Linked DNA regions of Mus musculus: region 2 is linked to region 1. A link is a contact called in public Hi-C data. All regions are on one chromosome and are shown on one strand. Each heading gives the region's core, a stretch centred on a gene start, on an enhancer-like site or on the middle of the called end of the contact. The rest is flanking DNA. Distances are from core to core; before and after follow the strand shown.

What was found. A called contact is a pair of places that touch in the nucleus more often than the background predicts.
Region 2: a Hi-C map of pro-B cells shows a contact between it and region 1, with 2.3 times the contacts expected there. The contact joins the promoter of Psme3ip1 here to the promoter of Mt1 in region 1. A contact is called at or near these places in 1 of 39 promoter capture datasets (liver), 3 of 484 Hi-C or Micro-C datasets (the G1E-ER4 cell line, embryonic stem cells and pro-B cells), 5 of 115 datasets of contacts at active chromatin or transcription factors (bone marrow-derived macrophages, embryonic stem cells, large pre-B cells and 2 more) and 1 of 9 other capture datasets (liver).

Annotation. Positions count from the first base shown.
Region 1 is chr8:94,175,770-94,181,274 of GRCm38.p6, reverse strand. Mt1 (metallothionein 1) reads right to left here and starts at 2,186. Exons shown (of 3, transcript NM_013602.3): 1 at 1,937-2,186; 2 at 1,387-1,452; 3 at 948-1,173. The coding sequence starts at 1,964. The coding sequence ends at 1,082.
Region 2 is chr8:94,599,545-94,605,049 of GRCm38.p6, reverse strand. It overlaps Psme3ip1 (proteasome activator subunit 3 interacting protein 1), which reads left to right and starts at 3,324. Exons shown (of 8, transcript NM_028221.4): 1 at 3,324-3,553. Rspry1 (ring finger and SPRY domain containing 1) reads right to left here and starts at 3,109. Exons shown (of 15, transcript NM_026274.4): 1 at 2,620-3,109. It overlaps LOC115486880, which reads left to right and starts at 2,159. Exons shown (of 2, transcript XM_030243886.1): 1 at 2,159-2,237; 2 at 2,405-3,434. The coding sequence starts at 2,159. The coding sequence ends at 3,114.

The DNA.
Region 1 (5,505 bases), core at 937-3,436:
CCCCACCCCTACCCCCACCCCGCTCCCCTACCCACTCACTCCCACTTCTTGGCCCTGGCTTTCCCCTGAACTGGGGCATATAGTTTGCTAGACCAAGGGTCCTCTCTTCCCAGTGATGGCCAACTAGGCCATCTTCTGCTACATACGAAGCTAGATACACGAGTTCAGGGGGTACTGGTTAGTTCAGATTGCTGTTCCACCTATAGGGTTGCAGATCCCTTTAGCTCCTTGGGTACTTTCTCTAGCTCCTCCATTGGGGGCCCTGTGTTCCATCCAATAGCTGACTGTGAGCATCCACTTCTGTGTTTGCTGGGCACTGGCAAAGCCTCACAGGAGACAGCTTTATCAGGGTCCTTTCAGCAAAATCTTGATGGCATATGCAATAGTGTCTGCATTTGGTGGCTGAATAGGAGATGGCCTGGTGACACAGTCACTCCTGTAATCCCAGGTACTTGGGAAGCTGAGGCAGGAGAATCAAAAACTCAAGGTCAGACTGGACTGCAGAATGAGTTCTAGGACAAGGTAAGCAACTTGTGTCAAAACAGCCAAGAAAGCCCCTCTGGAATCTAGTTCAGTGTTAGTCCCTGCCTAGCATACGAGACACCCTATGTTAATTTTCATACCCACCTCCTTATACCCAACAATGTGAGAGGAAACCAGAATCCAAAGAGAATATAAATGATAAGATTTTCTGTGCTTCCAGGATGGGACATCAAGTCTTCCAGGACCACCCTCCCTCCCTCCCTTCCCCTAACACAAGACCTGACCAGGCACACAGCTGTTTTCCATGAGGAAGCTTATGGGATAGCTTGGCTTTACCCAAAGACATTACCCCTCTGTGAGGGCCAGAGGCGGGAGGTAAAGGCACGAGGGGGTCCAAAACCAGATCCCCAGACTATCAAGTCACCCCAGTTTCTTATTGCCAAACCACACCAAGAAAACCAGAGTTAGACTCAAACAGGCTTTTATTATTCACGTACTCGGTAGAAAACGGGGGTTTAGTAAACAGGGTGGAACTGTATAGGAAGACGCTGGGTTGGTCCGATACTATTTACACGTGGTGGCAGCGCTGTTCGTCACATCAGGCACAGCACGTGCACTTGTCCGCGGCGCCTTTGCAGACACAGCCCTGGGCACATTTGGAGCAGCCCACGGGACAGCAGGAGCAGCAGCCTAGAAAGGAGGAGGAAGAGGTCAGCCTGGCTGAAGACCTCTGCTTCCTGTCCCCAACAGAGAAGACCTCGGTTTTTTTAAATAGTTCTCTGTATAGTTCTGTCCCCGAGACAATACAATGGCCTCCGGGAAGCAAAGGACATTTCTCAGAGCCAGTTTTGTAGGAGTTCCCCGCCCCTAGCCTTAGCCGCCACCCAAGGTGTCCCAACTCACTCTTCTTGCAGGAGGTGCACTTGCAGTTCTTGCAGGCGCAGGAGCTGGTGCAAGTGCAGGAGCCGCCTGGGGAGGAGAAAGAAGACAGCATGAGGGAGGCAGCATTACAGCAGTGGCCAACACCACGAGTCCCGGCTCAGTTCACTAAGTCCTCCTCGGAGCTGCAGGGAGCCTAGCCCCACTTTTCTCCTCACAGGTTAAGTCAGGGATTATGTCTTTGAGTCCCAAGACATAAAGGTCCTTCACCTCTTTCTTAATTCAAGCAATTCACAGTAAGTTTAGTAATGCCTGGGACTCAACCCAGATGTCCCCACTAACTGGGTGATCAGGAACCGGACATTTGCGCGTCTAAATCCTAGCCCCAACCCCGCCAAAGGACCCGTTCGACAATACTCGTAACTAATGAAGGCTTTTGCAAGAGCGGATTCTAGAAAGAACCGGAATGAATCGCCAACTAAAGGTGCCTATTCCCGCCAAGCCTCTACAACTCGGGGATTCCGCTCTGCGGTCCCAACTTGGTATTCTAAAGACCAAGGATCGGGAGTCTTACCGGTGGAGCAGGAGCAGTTGGGGTCCATTCCGAGATCTGGTGAAGCTGGAGCTACGGAGTAAGTGAGGAGAAGGTACTCAGGACGTTGAAGTCGTGGTGACGCTTAGAGGACAGCCTGCCCTCTTTATAGTCGTTGGACGAGTCCGGGCGCAAAGGGTTTGCACCCAGCAGGCGGTTGCTCCAGCCCACGCATAGTCACGCGCCCCGCGTCCTTGGCAGAGCCGAGCGCACTTTTCGGGCGGAGTGCAGAGCTCCCTGGAGCGCCAGTGTGCACAGCGGGACCGCCCCTTTGGCACGACTGGCTCGGATAGGACGACCCATGTGACGTGTGGAACATCATGTCCCTATAGTGCTTTCCCCGATATTACGGCCTATCGCTGCTCTGGAGTTTACGAGAACTCACCCCGGAAAGCCAGCTATCTCCGTAAACCCATTCGCAGCGTGGTAACCTCAGCTTCTCCTTTCCTGGAGTTCCTGAGCAGCGACCAGCTCCGCCCAGGTCTCTCTCTGGATCGAAGCTAGGAGAAGAGGAGACAGTTTTATAAAGACTAGCCTTGATTATTTTAGCCAACAGAACTCATCTCAACATTATTCTCTACTCCTGAGGGGGCTCATCTAAGAATGTCCAGGGCTGAGGGGTCACTCACCTTAACCCATCTGCTCTACTCCAGGCTGGTTTTAAAAACCAAGGTACCCTCCCTCCAGAGAGATCATTTTAGGTGGGGACTGCATTAGATAAAAAAAATAAAGTCAGCTATTTCTTTCTTTCTTTTTTTTTTAATGCTTCTGATTTTGAGTAACATTAGAGTCTGCTGTCAGGCAGGCCTTGTGTCCTGGGCAAGAGAACAGCTACACTGTTGGCTCATGCATACCATCACTTCTGAGCTATACGACTTTGGGCAGGTTTTTGCTTAACTGTGGTAGAACCACCACCAGCAATATGTCTATTATGCCAGAACCAGGAGTTAAACCAATTTCTCATTTAATACCTATAGAGAGATGCAAATTCTATTTACACACAAGGACAGAGGATTCAGAGGTTCAGTGACTTGCCCAGGCCATATATCCAGTCAGTAGTACAACGGCTGTGAACCAGCACTGCCTGGCACTAACGCTCCTGTATTTGTCCCACGTTCTCTTGCTGTGATTCTGTACAAAGTTCATCTGTAGGCAGAGAAGGCACCAGGTGCTGGGCTATGACACTCCCCCCCCCCACACACACACTTCCCCCTCCTCTTCCCCCTCTCCCTCTTCCTCCTCTTCTTCCTCCTCTTCTCCGTTCTTCTCCCCTTCTTTCTCCTCTCTTCTTCCTTTTTCTCCTCCTCCCCCCTCCTCCTCTTCCTCCTCCTTCATGGTGGTTTAGATACAAGTGTCTTTCTATTATCAACCCACTGGTTTGGTAGTATAATATTACCCAGGGCGTTTCTCCTTCCTCCGGATATTTCCTCTTGGAGGAGACAACACAGCAATACCCTCTGCGTGGGAAGATCCAAAAAAAAACCTTCATTTGGAACTGAGTCTTTATCTATACAGTTAAATTCTTGCCTTAGGGTAGCTCTTTAATCTCAGCTCTTAGAAGTCAGAGGCAGATGATCTCTGCAAAATTCAAGGCCAGCCAGGGCCACACAAATGAGATCCTATTTCAAAAGTTAATAAGGAAGTGATTAAAGATTAAAAAAAAAAAAAAAAAACAAGCCGGGTGTTGGTGGCGCACGCCTTTGATCCCAGCACTCAGGAGGCAGAGGCAGGCGGATTTCTGAGTTCGAGGCCAGCCTGGTCAACAAAGTGAGTTCCAGGACAGCTAGGGCTATATAGAGAAACCCTGTCTCGAAAAACCAAAAACCAAAACCAAACAAACAAACAAAAAAACCAGAATTCTTGCTTGACTAATGTTGGTCAGTTCTCTCCAGATCTCATGAATTTACTGGTTTTAAGTAGCTAAGGACTGGGCTTGGAAAGAGCAGAGGATTTCAGCCTGGGCTAGAGACAAATTCCAAGCACTCAAGGGCAACTCCTAAGCAGAGATCTCACGTCAGAGACATCAGTGATTCTGCAAAGGCAGGGACTGCTGGCTCCTAGGGTACAAGTCAGGCTGAGGTGTGCTCTGGCACAAAGATGCCCAAGTCCTTTATTCTGCCTCTTCCTTGTTTTCTGGATGCATACGGAGATGTTTCTGCTGGACCACATATAGTTGGTGTTTTTGCTTGTTTTATCAGTTTGTTATGTTTTATTGTCTATTGCCAAAACTGAGATCTGTAACAGATTCTTGGGCCTTTAGACCTCTTGCATAATATGATTTTTTTCCCCTTTTTTTCAGTGAGGATTGAACCCAAGGCTTCCTGATCACCAGGCAAGCATTCTGCACCTGAGTTTTGCCTCCAGTCCTTTACAGTCTTTTATTTTGAAAGAGGGTCTCACTAAGTTGTTCGGGCTGACTTTAAATGTGCTCTGTAGGGCTGGAGAGATGGCTCAGTGGTTAAGAGCACTGACTGCTCTTCCAGAGGTCCTGAGTTCAATTCCCAGCAACTACATGGTGGCTCATAACCATCTGTAATGGGATCAGATGCCCTCTTCTGGTGCATCTGAAGACATTGACGGTGTACATGCATACATGAAATAAAGGATCAAACTTAAAAAAAACAAAAACAAAAACTGTGCTCTGTAGCTAGACTGAGCTGGAAATCCTCCCCCTGCCTCAGTGTCGGGAGAGTAGACAGGATAATAGAGGTATGTCACCAGGCCCCAGTTTCTCCTCCTCCCCTTCTTCTTCTCCTTTTCCAGGGGTGCCACTCTGTAATTCACAATGGGCTGTAGCTCACTGAACAGCCTGGTCTGGCCTTGAACTTGAGACACTCTTCTGTTTCAGCTTCCCAAGTTGCTAGGATACAGGTGTGTGTGTGTGTATCACAATACCCAAAGTGTTTTGTGTGTGACTTCTTTTTTGAGACGACGTTACATGTGGCCAAGGCCTTAAACTTGCTATAGTCCTTGAACCTCTGATCCTCCTGCCTCCGACTCTTGAGTGTTAGAATTACAGATGTGTGCCACCAAACCTTGCTTACACCGTACTGGGGACTGAAGGCCGGGGTTTGTGCATGTTAGGTGAGGGTTGTACCACTGAGCTACATTCCCAGACCCACGTTGCTTTTTTTAATGGTTCTAGAGATGAACCCCAGAGCCTCATGCAGAAGGCTAAGTTCTCACCACAATGCCAATTCCCAGCCCAACATCTAACGTTTGAATTGAGAAGCTAAAGTGTAACTGTCATTCACGTGGTTTCAAGGCATTCAGGGACTAAGCGAGGTCCCAACATTCATCCCTTAGACCCCCCATTACACTGGACACTCCCCCACCTCCCCACCCCCAGCACTGGACACACAAGACTCTTGATTAGGGTATTTGTTTGTTGTTTATTAGCTCTGTTTGGAGACAATGAGGGAAATCTCCAAGGTTACATTCTCACGCACCTGAGCTCAGTACCACCTCAAAGCCAGCACTGTATGAATGGTGTCAACAAGGGACACATGAGGCCAAATTCCCAAACTGCACTCAACCAAGAAAGTTCTCAA
Region 2 (5,505 bases), core at 2,075-4,574, 420 kb before region 1:
GCCTCCCCAGTGCTGGGATTAAAGGCGTGCGCCACCACACCCGGCTAGAATTCCTAATAATTTTTTTTTTATGGTTTTTCGAGATAGGGTTTCTCTGGATAGCCCTGGCTGTCCTGGAACTCACTTTGTAGACCAGGCTGGCCTCGAACTCAGAAATCCGCCTGCCTCTGCCTCCCAAGTGCTGGGATTAAAGGCGTGCGCCACCACACCCGGCTCCTAATAATTTTTTAAGCTACACAGATTTTAGAGTATTAAAAAAAAGCTGTATTCTAAAACCTTCAAGGTGATTCTCAATCATAAAATCCACTTCACAGGACATAGTGGAACACACCTTTAATTCCAGCGCTCTGGAGACAGAGGCAGGTGATCTGAGTTCCAGGCCAGTCAGGGTTATATAAGGAGACCTTGTCTCTAAACACAAGAAATAAAAAACAAACCTGGGTATAGTATACACCTACAGCCCGACCTAAATGGAAGTTGAGACAAGAGGACTGCAGGTTTCAGGTGTGCTTAGGAATATATAGTAAAATACTATACTATATAGTAAATACTATCTCAAAGGAAGAGAGAGATTATTTCATTATTTGGTTAAATATCCTTGAATACTAGTTTCAACATGTGAGTTTAAACAGATTGTTGTAAATTCACTTCAGAAACAGTTTCTGTTACTAAACTTGCTAACCATACTTTGGAACTGAGAACGTTGTTTCTCCCCTATTCAGTACAGAAAAACAACACACTATTATATACAATGCTAAGCATTTATAAGTATCAAGTTCCCCTTAATATTTACTAAAAGAAGTTATTTTGCTGACAAAGCATAAAAAGTCTACATAGACCATGATGGAATACTTTCTATAATCAATAGCTTAAAAATACTGTATCTAGAAAAAATAAAGGGCTTATACAAACAGCAAAACGCAGAACTTGCAAAGATATTAAACAGAAGCCCTGGGCACCATGCATCCTGGGAAATCAAGAAGCTCACAAAACCACCACAGAAAGTAAAACAAAAGACCAACAAACAATCAGGAAACATAAGATTAAAATACAGGAAATTCAGGTCAACTTAAAAACAAACAAACAAATAAGCCTACTTGCCTACTTTAAAAAGACAATAACAAAAACCCTAGTTCAAAACAACAACAACAAAAACCCACAAGGAAATCCCTAAAATTTTGGGACATCAGCTCTAACAATGCAACTCTAACAAGTGCCACTAACCTAAAGTTATTGAAGTGTCACATACTGACAGAGGTAACTATTTTAATACTGTAGTCTTGTAATGACAGGGGTCTACACAGCAAGTTATCGTCTCAAGAAATGCAGACTCTACATAAAATGAAAACTGAAAAGTGCCTTGTAAGCTATTACTCTGGAGGTACCACAAGGCAGAATTCATGGAAAGAAAAACAAAACAAAACTACAGGCTCATTTACAAATTACAAGTGGTGAGGGATGCTGCCTAGTCTTCACTACCTGTAGCCATTCAAAGGCCAAAGAACAGATACAAGAAAAAGTGAGCCTACAATATTTAGAACAAACTACTTAAAAGAAAAACTACTCAAAGGAAATGCTAATTCCTCCCAGCACTATTAGAAGTGGAAAGTAAATTAAAACTCTCTAAACAAAAGCTGGAAACCTCTTCATGTCTAGGAAGCAGGCAGGGTTTAGACTAACATTTCACTCAGTGATACATGGTTCTCAGAGCTCTATAGGTAATCAAGACCAGTATTTATGCTAGTCTCTTACATCAACAATTTTCCAGATTAGAAAACACATTGTTCCTCAACAACAATACATTACACTACCTTACTTCCACACACACAGCGTTGATTATTTTACAGAAGAAACTCTAAGATGTCAAGTCACTTCAACTAAGGAAGGACAAGCAGATGGGTTAAGTGAGGAGCCTGGGAGACTGCACGACTCTACTCAGACGGTAACAGACACTGCCAACTTTAAAAAAGTTCAAAGTACATCACTCCAGGGGACGAAACCTTACTCGGACATCTGCGCAAGACAGAATCTCAAGAGTTTCAGCCCAGTAGCTCTAACTAGGTCTCCCTCTGTAAGAACAGGGAAAGTGAGGCAGACAGCGGGCCCGGCAGGAAGTAATGCCAAATTTGGAGGCTCGCTTGGGGGTGCTGCTGGTGGGATGACTCCCCTGTCCCACTCTGGCGCGAAGGCCAGAGGCAGCAGAATCCTTACTCTGGGACACCTAGTCAGACTCCAGAGTGAGGGAAGAACCCCGACTATCCCCGTTTCCGCTTACCATCCCGATCTAGGGCTTTCCAACGGAAAGGACTGCCCTCCCCAAGGGTTTTTTACTTAATATTTAGCTCAGGCCTGGAGAGTAGGAGAATCCGCTAGGTCTGGCTCCCGCCTCCAGCCTCTCTCTAAGGCGAAGAACTCTCCCCAGCCTCGCTTCACGTCGAACTCTCCACCCCAAGGCAACACCAGACCATCCCAGGGGAAGTCGGCTTCCCACTGCAACGCAAAACTCCCCAGAAGGAATCCCTGCCCACGACGTGCGCCCCTCGGCCCCTTCGGTTCCGAGGAGCCCGAACGAGGGTCTCTCCGCGTCCGGAGCCTCCCCAGGAGGTACCTGCTTCTCACCTTAGCCAGTCTCCTCGGGAGGGTGACCCCAGGACCTCCTTCAGTCAAGATCCCCTAAAGGGGAACACCCTCTTCCAGGAACCGCTTTCAGGCGCCTCCAGCGCGGGCCTCGGAGGAGAGTGTGCCGGCTGCTTCCCAGGCTCTGACCAACGCCACCCTCTCCAAGACCCCTGCCCGGAGACGGCCACGGCCCCAGTCCAGTCTCTCCGACCCAGGCTTCAGCGGCTGTCCCCTTCCTTCACAGGCGTCGCTAGCCCTCAAGCTCCCTCCCCGGCCACGTCCCCAAGGGGCTTCCCAGAGCAGCGCGGTCGGGCTGTGGCACTGACTTGCACTAGCTCCTGGGCCCACCGGAGGGAGGGGACAGCGACAGCGGCGCGACTCCTTTGTGACAGGTCCAAGAGAGCGGTAAAGATGGACGCGGGGACACGGCACTGCCATTACGCGCAGGGGCCCACCCCCGCTTCACACCGCCCGGGCCCTCCCTCAGTCCCCTAGGAAACGCCCCTTCCTCAGTGGCAAGCCCTCTCTCTCAGACAGCCAATCATCAGTCAAGATTTGTGTCACGTGATCTCGCGGGTCGGCCCGCCAGCCTGGAATGAACCAGCTAATCCCCTTGCCGAAGGGCGAACGACCCAATCAGATCGCTCCATACGGTCTTGGAGCACCGGATTTCCACGAGGCGCTCGGGGAGGGAGAGAGCTGTTGATTGGACTATGCCGCCGGAAGCGGGGTGGAAATGTGTTGTGGCTGTAAGGAACAGGAAGCCCCGAAGGGTCAAAAGGAATACAATAGCGAAGTGTGTTTTCTTCCTTTAAGCCGTCGTTCTTTTCTTGGTTTCTTTTCTAGTTTTTTAAGAGCGAGAGTGGCCTTGGCGGCGACGGTTTACGGTAGGCGCCGCGGAGGTGAGGGCGGCTCGCCTCCCGCGCTCTCGTAGGTGAGTGCGGCCTGGGTCCGCGCCGGGAGGCGAAACCAGGCTTCTCGGCCGTGGAGAGGGTGAACTCCAAGCCAGAGTTAGGATTAGAGCCCAGGTTTGTCTCCAGCCCGCGGTCCTTTCTAGTGCGGTGTCCTGAGTCGCCCGGCTTGGGAGTTTGCGGTGCCCACTCCGGAGCGGAGCCGCGGGAGTCTGCGGGACGGCGTGGCGGTCGTGGTGGGAGGTTCCGACTCTTTCTTACGCGCCCGAGCTGCCGGGCCCCTTGTCTTCTTTCAGCACTTTGCGGTTAGCTGGAGCCATCAGGCCTAAAGTGAGCTGCTGCCTCGGTTCCATTCGGAGCAGCTCCTCGCTCCTTAGAAAACGTGGAATGCCGACTTGAGCATCGTTGAATCCCGAAGTGTGTAGTTGCAGGATGGGTACATAATAAATTTCCCCGTTGCAGCGCCTCGCTCATTCTCTTCTAGTAGGAAACAAGGCTGTGTGCTTATTTTATTAGAACACAACCGGTCGTTGAAATGTCTTCTTTGAGAGTTGGTGCCCTTGGAATGCCAGTCCACGCAGAGGGAAAGGGAGAACTATTGGTCATGGAAATGGCTTCTTGGGGGAACACAAGGTCTGTGGCCCTTGGTTTTAAAATGCAAACCCTGTGCTGCACCCTTGGGTCAGTCTGATTGTTTAAGTCTAGAGTGGACCCCACAAAGTCTAATATGAACCTCTGTAGGATTTGCAGCGACTTGTCAACCTGTGTAGCAAGTTTCGTTGGTTAAGTGAATTGATTTATTGAAGTGTCCCCAGAGACATCATAAAAATGGTTTGGAGGAGCTCCGTGTAGTGGCTTGTACCTGTAATCCTAGGACCACGAGGCTGTGTGTGGGTGTGGGGGACTGTCAGTTGGAGACAGGCCTGGCTTCCTTAGCAAGACTGCCAGAAAACAAAGCAGAGTATAAACTACCAAGCAAAATGGTTTGGCGGGTACTGCTTCTGAGATATTTGAAAGGAATCTGTAGAACTTTCTATGACAGAAGGAGCTGAGTTGAAATAAAGGCAGCTCCTGTGTTTCAGTTGGAGCCTAAGATGAGCTATGAATAATATGTAAGGGTCTGAAAGTCGGATGGCCCAATTATCTCTGAAGTTGAAGTCTTAAAAAAGGAAGAATTATGTGGGGAGCATTTACCTGGTTTCATCCTTCGTTGTCACCGTACGTTTGCTTAAAGGCAATCTTCAGCTTCAGAAATTGACAGTGAAATAATTGAACAGTGTGATTCAACTGTAAGCTTGGATATAGTGTAATATGCTTTTAGGGAAGCAGGATTAATCAGTTTTAGTGTGTTCACCTTATTGACACGTCTTCCTTCTTGAATGTGATCAGTTTCCCTCTAGAAGTGCTTCTAAGTGTTTTCACCTTTGTTTTGCAGTTTCAATTATGATGCTTCAAACCATGAGTTGCTTTTTTTTTCCAATTATCTTGGTATTTGATCTTTTTTTTTTTTTTGGTTGTTTTCAGACAGTCTCTTGTAGACAGTCTGGCCTTGGGTTTGATGTGTATGGAAAAATAACCTTAAGCTCCTGTTTTGTTTCCTTTTTTTCTCTCAGGTGTTGAAATTACAGGTGTATGCTATATTTGGCAATATGAATTAGCCTTTTTGACATTGAAATAATGATTTATCCTGTAAAGTTCTAGTCACATATATATTGATGCGTTCGACTGTCTTCCACACACATTTTCACTCTTGTATCCAGTAGCTGTTTTTGTTTGCTTTTTTTATTTTTTTTATTTTTTTTTTTTTTGGCAGGGTCTTGTTATGCTACCCAAGGTGGCCTAGAACTCAAGATTTCCAGGCTGGGCAGTTTCTTCATTAATTCTCTTCTGATCCAACTCTGTTATTAAACTGTAATCTTTGGGGGGGGGGTGTGTTTGTCTTTTGAGACATAATCTCCCTAGTTAGCCCTGGGTC